Regions from separate parts of the Mus musculus genome. Here all the other regions are linked to region 1. The links are chromatin contacts, called in public HiCAR-type and promoter capture Hi-C maps. All regions are on one chromosome and are shown on one strand. Each heading gives the region's core, a stretch centred on a gene start, on an enhancer-like site or on the middle of the called end of the contact. The rest is flanking DNA. Distances are from core to core; before and after follow the strand shown.

Evidence for each region. Promoter capture Hi-C pulls out the DNA fragments that hold promoters and counts their contacts. HiCAR-type assays count read pairs that join an accessible place to other places.
Region 2: a HiCAR-type map of embryonic stem cells shows a contact between it and region 1, with 5 times the contacts expected there. The contact joins the promoter of Vav2 here to the promoter of Mrps2 in region 1. A contact is called at or near these places in 1 of 39 promoter capture datasets (embryonic stem cells), 1 of 484 Hi-C or Micro-C datasets (embryonic stem cells) and 6 of 115 datasets of contacts at active chromatin or transcription factors (astrocytes, embryonic hindbrain, embryonic stem cells and 1 more).
Region 3: a promoter capture Hi-C map of the HPC-7 cell line shows a contact between it and region 1. The contact joins the promoter of Dbhos here to the promoter of Mrps2 in region 1. A contact is called at or near these places in 3 of 39 promoter capture datasets (the HPC-7 cell line, cranial neural crest and liver).

Annotation. Positions count from the first base shown.
Region 1 is chr2:28,466,450-28,469,339 of GRCm38.p6, reverse strand. Mrps2 (mitochondrial ribosomal protein S2) reads right to left here and starts at 1,274. Exons shown (of 4, transcript NM_080452.3): 1 at 1,198-1,274; 2 at 981-1,097; 3 at 390-519. The coding sequence starts at 1,240.
Region 2 is chr2:27,426,084-27,428,954 of GRCm38.p6, reverse strand. It overlaps Vav2 (vav 2 oncogene), which reads left to right and starts at 1,347. Exons shown (of 28, transcript NM_009500.2): 1 at 1,347-2,679. The coding sequence starts at 2,476.
Region 3 is chr2:27,161,383-27,164,082 of GRCm38.p6, reverse strand. Dbhos (dopamine beta hydroxylase, opposite strand) reads left to right here and starts at 1,380. Exons shown (of 7, transcript NR_040524.1): 1 at 1,380-1,874; 2 at 2,226-2,497.

The sequences.
Region 1 (2,890 bases), core at 25-2,524:
CAGGCTCTTACATTTACCAACTCCCACTACTCCTGCCTAGGGAGTGATGGGCTGGGGACACAGGTGTGGACTTGCGCACAGACAATCAGGTTTGTGGCTCAACCTGTCCCACCTTCTCCCTGTGGAGATTTGAGAACCAACTGCAGATAAACATGAACCCAACCAAGGTGCTCTGCCCAGTTTAACTCTCTAGGGCCACTTCTGTTCTATACAGCAGGTCCTCTCCACCGGGCTCCCCCGCCTGCCATGACCCTCAGTTTTCACCCTGTCTGTGAACCAGCATCAATACTAGCACTGCACTTGGTGTTGCCGCAGACACCCCCACCCTGCCCCCACTTCCAACCCTGACCCAACTCCACCACTCTGCCCACACGGCCTGTGCCAACTACCTATGGCGGCAACCAGCTTTATGTCCCAGGTGTACTCGGGCCTCGAAGAGGCTCTTCACAGAAAACAGCTCCTTGACATTGAAGAAATCCGAATGCTGTAATGGCGTATCTAGGATCCTGCTCTGGAAATCTGAAAAAGAGAGTAAGGGCAGACACTGTGGCCCATCACCAACCAACCAAAGACTCACCAGTCTCCTGGGAGTGGGAAACTCAAAGCTGTGAGGAAACGCCAGGAAAGATCTGGAAGACACAGGGGCATTTTTGCAACACCGAGGGACTAGTGTCAAGGTCTAAAGTGACTGTGTGCGGGGAAAACCTGGCCAAGTCCTCTTCCCTTAATCTCCACAGATGTAAGAGGAAAACGAACCAGGGGCCTCGTTGACTTCGGGTGCCTTAAACGCCCCTCCAGAAGACCAGCAAGATGGACAGATACAAAAGTAAGTCTTCACGGGTTTCGAGAGCTACCAGGCCACAGGGGTTCTATCTCCCTCCCACCACACTTAGATTGGTACTGGGTTCCTTTGGGGACCCTGCAATGACAACCTCTCCACGATTCCGCGCCCCGGCCCAGCTCCACCCGCTGATCTTTACCGTCGCCATCCTGGGGCTCGCTGACTGCGGGGACCGGGGCTCCCGTGACCTTCCTACCATTCTGCTCCGCAGGGCCCGGGATCGCCTTCTGCAGGAAACCTGGCCAGCGCCGCACACCTGCGGGGAAAGAGCCGGTGGGGGCGCGTCCAACCCTCGTCCCTGTCCTCCCCTCTCGGATCCCCGGGTTCCCCCCATCTCCGAGATTCACCGCGCTCACCTGCACACAGCAGCCGGGTCAGCACGGCCGGAGCGGGCGCCATGGCGGGCGCGTGGACAGAGATCCTGCAGAGACTCTTCCTGCCCGGCAGAGCGCCTCCTCCTCTGAGCGCGCGGGGTCGCAGCGCCGCTTGCTGGCCCGGAGGACCCTCTCCGCTGTGCACCGCTCGCTGCGCCCGCATCCTTGTAAATGGGCGAGTTGGCACTGTGACCAGTGGTCTGCACTCAGCTGGGACGTGGGGCTGAGCTAGAATGAGCGACCTCTCACCCACAGCTCGTTCCTCTCGATAAAATTACAGCATCCTCTGGAGGAGGCGACCCTCTTGTTCAAATTGGTTTTTAGAGGTTGTTTTTAGGGTTGCTGTTTTTTTTTGTTGTTGTTTTTGTTTTTGTTTTTGTTTTGTTTTGTTTTGTTTTTCCTGAGACCCGGTTTCTCCGTAGCCTTGAGCCTTGACTGTCATGGTATTCGCTATGTAGACCAGGTTGGCTTGAACTCAGAGAGCAACCCGCCTCTGCCTCTGGAGAGCTGAGATTGAAGGCATGCCCTACCACCGCCCCGTTTATTGTTTGTTTTATAAGTGCATTAAAAAAAACTATTTATTTTATGTATATGAATACACTGTGACTATCTTCAGACACACCAGAAGAGGGCATCAGATCCCATTACAGATGGTCGTGAGCCACCATGTGGTTGCTGGAAATTGAACTCAGGACCTGTGGAAGAGCAGTCAGTGCTCTTAACTGCTGAGTCGTCGCTCCAGCATGCATTTTTTTTATTTTTTAACATTTGTTTTAGTTTTACTTATTTTTTGCCTACATGTATGTATGTGTACCTTGTGAGTGCCTTGTCCCTGTGGAGAGCAGGTGTCTGACCTCCAGGAACTAGAGTTAAAAGTGTTTATGAGTCACCTTGTAGGCTCTGGGAGTTGAATCCAGGTTCCCTACAAGAGCAATGAATGCCCTAAATTGCTGAGCCATCTCTCCATCCCCAAATTACATTAAACTATGACGACAACAACGATGACATTGACAATGATGACGACGACGATGACAGCAACAACAACAACAACAATCTCCCTGACTGGCCAGACATTCATAGAGATCTGACTGCCTCTGTCCCCTGGGTGTTGGAATTATTGGTGCACACCACCACACTGTGCCCTAAGTAATTTTTTATTGTTTGTTTTAAAATTACTATTTATTTTTATTATTGTTGTTAAGACAGGGTTTCACTATATACTCCTGACTGGTCTAGTACTCTCTTTTTAAATCAGGCTGGCCTCGAACTCAGAGATCTGCCTCCTGGCATTGCGCTAGCACGTCATTAATGCTGAACTATGTGCATGGTTCACAAGATCATTTTTTATATTTCACCAATATATGGCCTAGGATTCCCTAAATTTAGCAGCACCTCACATCTAGATTTAGGCTGAGTTGTGGGGGTATTGGGTGATAGAGGCCATGGCCAGGACAGTAAACGACAGACTTGTACTTGCTCAGGCAGAGATTGGAAGCACCTAATTCCTGCCTATTGGCTGGTGAAATCCCAGGTTCTAAGGTTTCATTCGTCCAGGATCTGCCTCCTAGTGCATTTTGGGACGATACAAGGATGTTCCCACAGTCCCAGAAAAAGGTCAGCGGATCTCCCTGAGGAGCAGCGTGTGGAAGCTTGGAATTCCTTGTTTAGAACTTAC
Region 2 (2,871 bases), core at 98-2,597, 1.0 Mb after region 1:
TGGACGAGGCCTGGCTCTCCATAGCCATGCTTGCCCCTATCCCGTAAGAGCTCCCAGGAGACCTGCTACCCCTTTCCAGGGGCATTCTTCTCTGAAGCCTCGTGCATGGTTAGTTGGTGGCCCACTTCCCACATCCCAGACATGTGGCTGGGGTTGACAGTTCCTACCTCAGGGTTTCGTCTGCTCAGTTCACTGCAGAGCTCTGGTATTCAGCACAAGTGGCTTTCAGTGGTGCTCATGACCAAAGTGGGGAGGTACACTTCTCTTGGACACTTCCAGAGGGCAATCCTGGTGAACAGTTCTGGGCTGAGAGAATGGGTGAGGAGAAAGATCCCCTTTACCAGTCCTCCGCATGTTTGTTTTGAGCTCGTGAACTCTGACCTACACATGCACAACAGACACCTGGAATACTTCCCACCCAGCTTTTCTTCATTCATCCTTTCTATTATTTCCGAGATGAGTGATGTCCCCACTAGCCAGATAAGGAATTGGGTACCAGAGAGTTCTGCTGGTGCCAGGAGGCCTGGATCTTCTGACTTGGAGGACTGACATGCTAACTCCACTATATGCTCTGCACTACAGCCCCTCAAAGACAGACAGACCCCTCTTTTGTAGCATCTAGGCTGTCAGCTGATGCCATTGCCCTCAAGACCACCAGGGGGCAGCAGACGAACGCTTGATTGGATGGCAAAATTCGTTTGTCCTAGACCTGGTCTTAGCTTCTGATGAGGCAGGAAGGCTGGAGTGCTGGGAGCACAGAGGCCTCTTTTCTGTGAGAGAGCTCCCTGGGTACACACGCCAAGGCATGAATGCAGCAGCATTTAGCAGGGTGCTTTGCTTTCAGCTTTGCAATCTCCTTTCTTTCCTTCTTTCTTTTTCCTCCCTTTGGTGCAGGGTGTTGAATGACTCTTAGGGAGATGCTGGAGGGTCTGCCTGTAGCCCTGTGCTTTGGACGATTTAACCCCCAGTCCGCAGGAGGTCCTTCCCCTGAAGCTATTCAGAGGTGAAGTAGAGGGGCTGAAGGCTCTACCTGGCTTCTCTGCCGGATCTCTAGGATTAGGGTTCATGCTTCCTCCTTAGGTGGGGCAGGTGATGGGACTTCCTGCAGAGAGAGGCCTTTCTGGGAGGGACTTCCCTGGGTGCAGGGGACAGATCTGTCATCCTTCCCTGGCCCAGGTAAACTGAGAGAGGCAGGGGCTGACAGAACACCGCCCACAAAAGCTCGGCTCTTGGAAACTGGTCACTTTCCTCTCTTCTAGCTCCCTTTCATGACACCAGTCTCATAGAAGACTTGGCTTTGTGGGGTTCCCTTCTTCTTTACCAAGAACCCACAGCTCCTGATACTGTCCAGAGCAAATTAATTTTAATCACAAAAATCAGTTATTTATGCTTTTGAAGTCCCTCCCACTGTCACAATGTCCTCAGGACACAACACGGTCTATCTCTCCAGCACCTCCCACTAGACAATCAAGGGGGCTGAAAGTGAAGGATTTTTTTCCCCCTCTCTCCGTTATTGTGGAGGCGGAGTGTCTTGCGGACCCTGGCAAGGACAGAGGACTGGAAGAGGCCATAGGGGCGTAGGGTGTGTAGGCCAGCCTGGTTCGCGTTCTGGGGTCTATCTTTGCCGAAAGACCCTGCAAGGGCACCCAGCGTTACCGCGGTCATCTTCTAGTCTCTTCTGCCGTGCGGCGGCCTCATCGCACCGCAAGAAAGACCTCCAGCCTCCACGTGCACCTAGGGAAAGTCGTGGGCGGGGAGCCTGCTCAGGAGCCCCGCCTTCCTCAACTTTCGCTGGCGGCCCAGGGGCAGGAAGTGGGAGGACGGGTTGGAGGCGGTGCTTGGGTCTCCGGGGAGGTGCCGGGTGAAGGTGCCAGCTCCGCCCCCGGCCCCGCCCGGCCGTGGCCGCGCCCCCTGCACCCCCAGCGCCTAGGAGCCGCGGAGCCTCGGAGTCCCAGTGCCCCGCGAGTGGCGTAGAGCCCGCGGGCCCGGCGAACAAAGCGACGGTGGAGCGAGCAGCTCAGGCGCCGGACGCAGGGAGCGAGCGACCCGCTGCGCCTTTGTCTCGGGTGGGGCAGGAGCGGTGGCCGAAGCGGGGCGCCCGGAGCTCAGAATGCGGCGCCCAGAGGGGCGGATCGAGAAGCGCTGCGACTGCAGGAGGCGTGGAGCCCCGGCCGGAGCACGAGCGGACTTGTGTGTGTGAAAGAGGGACCCCGCACGCTGCCCCGCGAGCGCCGGTTGGCCGCACGTGGGCGGGAGCGGCGGCCGGCTAGTAGCCCGAAGAGGAGGAGGAGGAAGAGGAGGGCCGTGCGGCCGCGCAGCGGGGACCCGGGGCCGCCTGCGCGAAGCCCCGCCCCGGCGGCCGAGCCCCGCGCGGGCGGGCGGGATGCCCCGCGGTCACCGCACTTTGGCCGGAGCGCTACCCTGAGCCAGCTGGCCAGCGGCCGCAGCGGCGAGCGCACAGGCGCCGCGGGCGCCATGGAGCAGTGGCGGCAATGCGGCCGCTGGCTCATCGACTGCAAGGTCCTGCCGCCCAACCACCGCGTCGTGTGGCCCTCGGCGGTGGTCTTCGACCTGGCGCAGGCGCTGCGCGACGGCGTCCTTCTGTGCCAGCTGCTGCACAACCTCTCCCCCGGTTCCATCGACCTTAAGGACATCAACTTCCGGCCGCAGATGTCCCAGGTGAGGGTCCCGGCACTGCAGGAGGGACTCGGGTGTGCGATCTGAGGGGCGCATTGACTGGAGCGTGGGCCGCGGGAGGCCCAGGTTCTCTGGCCGGAGCTTCTGGCTCAGGGGTCAGTGCAGAGCAGGTCACATCCCGGTCTCCTCTTCCCGCTCTAGAGAGCGGCGGTCCCCGAAGGCGCGAAGTTGGCT
Region 3 (2,700 bases), core at 131-2,630, 1.3 Mb after region 1:
ACATTTATTTTTAACAGATTCAAAAAGCACTCCCGTTCTGCAGCTAGGAACAAGGCTGGAACGCTGGCAGAAGTGATTCAGCCAACTTCAGAAGTAACAATTACCCAGTCTTCGTAGTTACCAGGGGAGGGAAGCAGGCCTGCCTGCTTTGCTGGCTTTGAGAGACCAGCCTGTGGTTGTCCCCATCTGACACACAAGGAGATAGAACCACACAGAGGGGAAGATGGGTTCCCAGGGTCACGCAGCCATCTGTGGTAGGGCAGGGCAGGGTAGGGCACAGACAAGACAGCATTCAGGGACCCCAAAATGGGTTTTCTTAGCAACATAAGGGGTAGGAGTGTACCCTGACAGCCAAGATCAGGAAAATCCCACAGGAGTCATGAGGATGGGCTGACCAGAACTAAAATCTGGAAAAAACCCCAGATGTTGAGGCAGAGCCAGCAGGGCCCATGGGCATCTATAGCTAGCCTTTCTATGTATGTATTGTATGCATGTATGTATGTATGTATGTATGCTTGTATGTATGTGTGTATGCGTGTATGCATGCATGTATGTATGTATGCTTCTATGCTTGTATGCATGTATGTATGTGTATATGTATGTATGTATGTATATATATATATATGTGTGTGTGTATGTGTGTGTGTGTGTGTGTGTATGTATAAATAAAATTTTTGACACAGATCCTCACTATGTAGAGCAGGCTGGCCTTGAACTCACAGAGATCTGTCTGCTTGCCTCTGCCTCCTGTCTGTTGGATTTAAAAGTTTGTGCCATCACACCCAGGCCTGGGTGCTGGGAATTTGAATTCGGGTCCTCGTGCTCATGAGCAAGCATTTTAACTGCCTGAGCCATCTCCCCAGCCCTTACATTTCAGTGTTGCCTTTTTAATTTATTTATTGTTGTTATCATTGTCTGCCCTTCCTCTTATTAATCTTGTAGCGGACTGATCTGACCCTGGACAGGGAACAGTGGTCAGCTATCCTGTCTGTGTTTCACCTCCTTGTAGTGTTTGGGAGGTCCAGGGCGCGGGGTGTTGTCCTTCCTTCTCTCCTGCTCTTGCCTGCACCCCCACCCTGGTGACTCTGCTAGGGTTTGACTATGTCAGCTGCCTTCCCAGGGTGGGCTGGGGGTGGCACCCAGGACGTCACTGTCACCATGTCAGGAAATAGACTCGGTGTGCTGCTAAATGCCTGGCTTCGCTCCAAGCCTCATCGATGACGGCTGACCTCATTTAGAACCAATTTCAGTGTTTTAATAAGCCCCTTGCCTTCCCGAATTTCTCTGATGCTGGAAGCCTTTGGGAGCTGTAATCCCCCATGGGCTCTGCCACGTGAGGCCATCTGTGGCTACGTCCTGACTGTGGGCGGTGACAACCAGCAGTGTAGCTACTGGAGTGAGGGCATGGAAGCTGGCCTGGGCAGCTGATGCAGACTAGGCAGGGCAGACAGCTCCGCAGCAGGGCCACAGGACTCCCAGCCTGAAGCCGAGCTCCTACGGTCTTCCTTGGGACAGATCAATATCAACCTTGTGACAGGCAACATGTCTCCTTGGGGAGTTGTCTTCTGTCCCCTCAGCCTAAGCCCAGTGGCTGTGATTGAAGGTTGAAAAGGCGCGTTCTCCCGAGGACAAGTCCCAGGATGAAGCAGGATGGATCCATGACGTATGTCTGTGCTTTAGGAAGGAAAGCACCAGGAAAAGCGGCCATGAAAGAATCTGCAGGATGGACATCATTGGAGCCCACTCCAGGAGTGCTGAAACCCACAGAAGGATCCAGGGCCAGGAAGACAATCTCTACAAGCAAGGCCATGTGTGGGGGGTGTCCAGCAATCCCATGTGAACCTGAGCGGGTCACCATGCATAAGCCTTCAAGTGTGAGTGACCCACACCCTTGATGTCTCCTTCAGGGGCCATCTCTTCTGAGTGTGCTGAGTAATGAGAAGGTGAAGGGGGAGGCAGCCTCCCCCCACCACCACATATAACATACCACACACATACATCCACATACGCCACACATACACCTCATATACCCCACACACCATACATACCACACACACCACACATAACACACACACATCACATACACAATACACACACAGCACACATACACATCACACACATACATAAACCATACACTACACACACATATCCCCCTACACCCACACATATATACATACCACACACAACACTAACAAATTGTTTTCCCTCTTTTTGAGGCCACACAGCACGTGGAGGTCAACAGTCATCTCAGCGATCACCAACTCTACAGCAGTCTTTCACCCACTGCCAACCCAAATCTGCCAGTCTAAAGAGGTGAAGCTTATCCCCCAAGGATATCCCTGCTGCAACTGTACTGGCATGATTCCACAGGAGCTGGGTGGCCAAGGCCAGAAGAGTACCAGAGAGGCATGTGACCACCCTCAAGGTGCTTCCTGGTTCCCAAGGTGTCATGGGATTGACATCATGTTCCAATGGCTGTATCCAATAGCAGGGATAGGTAAGGTCACAGAGGATAGGGATTTTAGGTGTGGTTTAGTAGAGTGTAGGTATATGGATATGTATGTTTGCATGTGTATGTGGGGGGGGCGATGCATATGCATGGGTATGTGGGGGGGACGATGCATATGCATGGGTATGTGAGGGGGGCGATGCATATGCATGGGTATGTGGAAACCAGAGAACAATCTCAGATATTCTTTC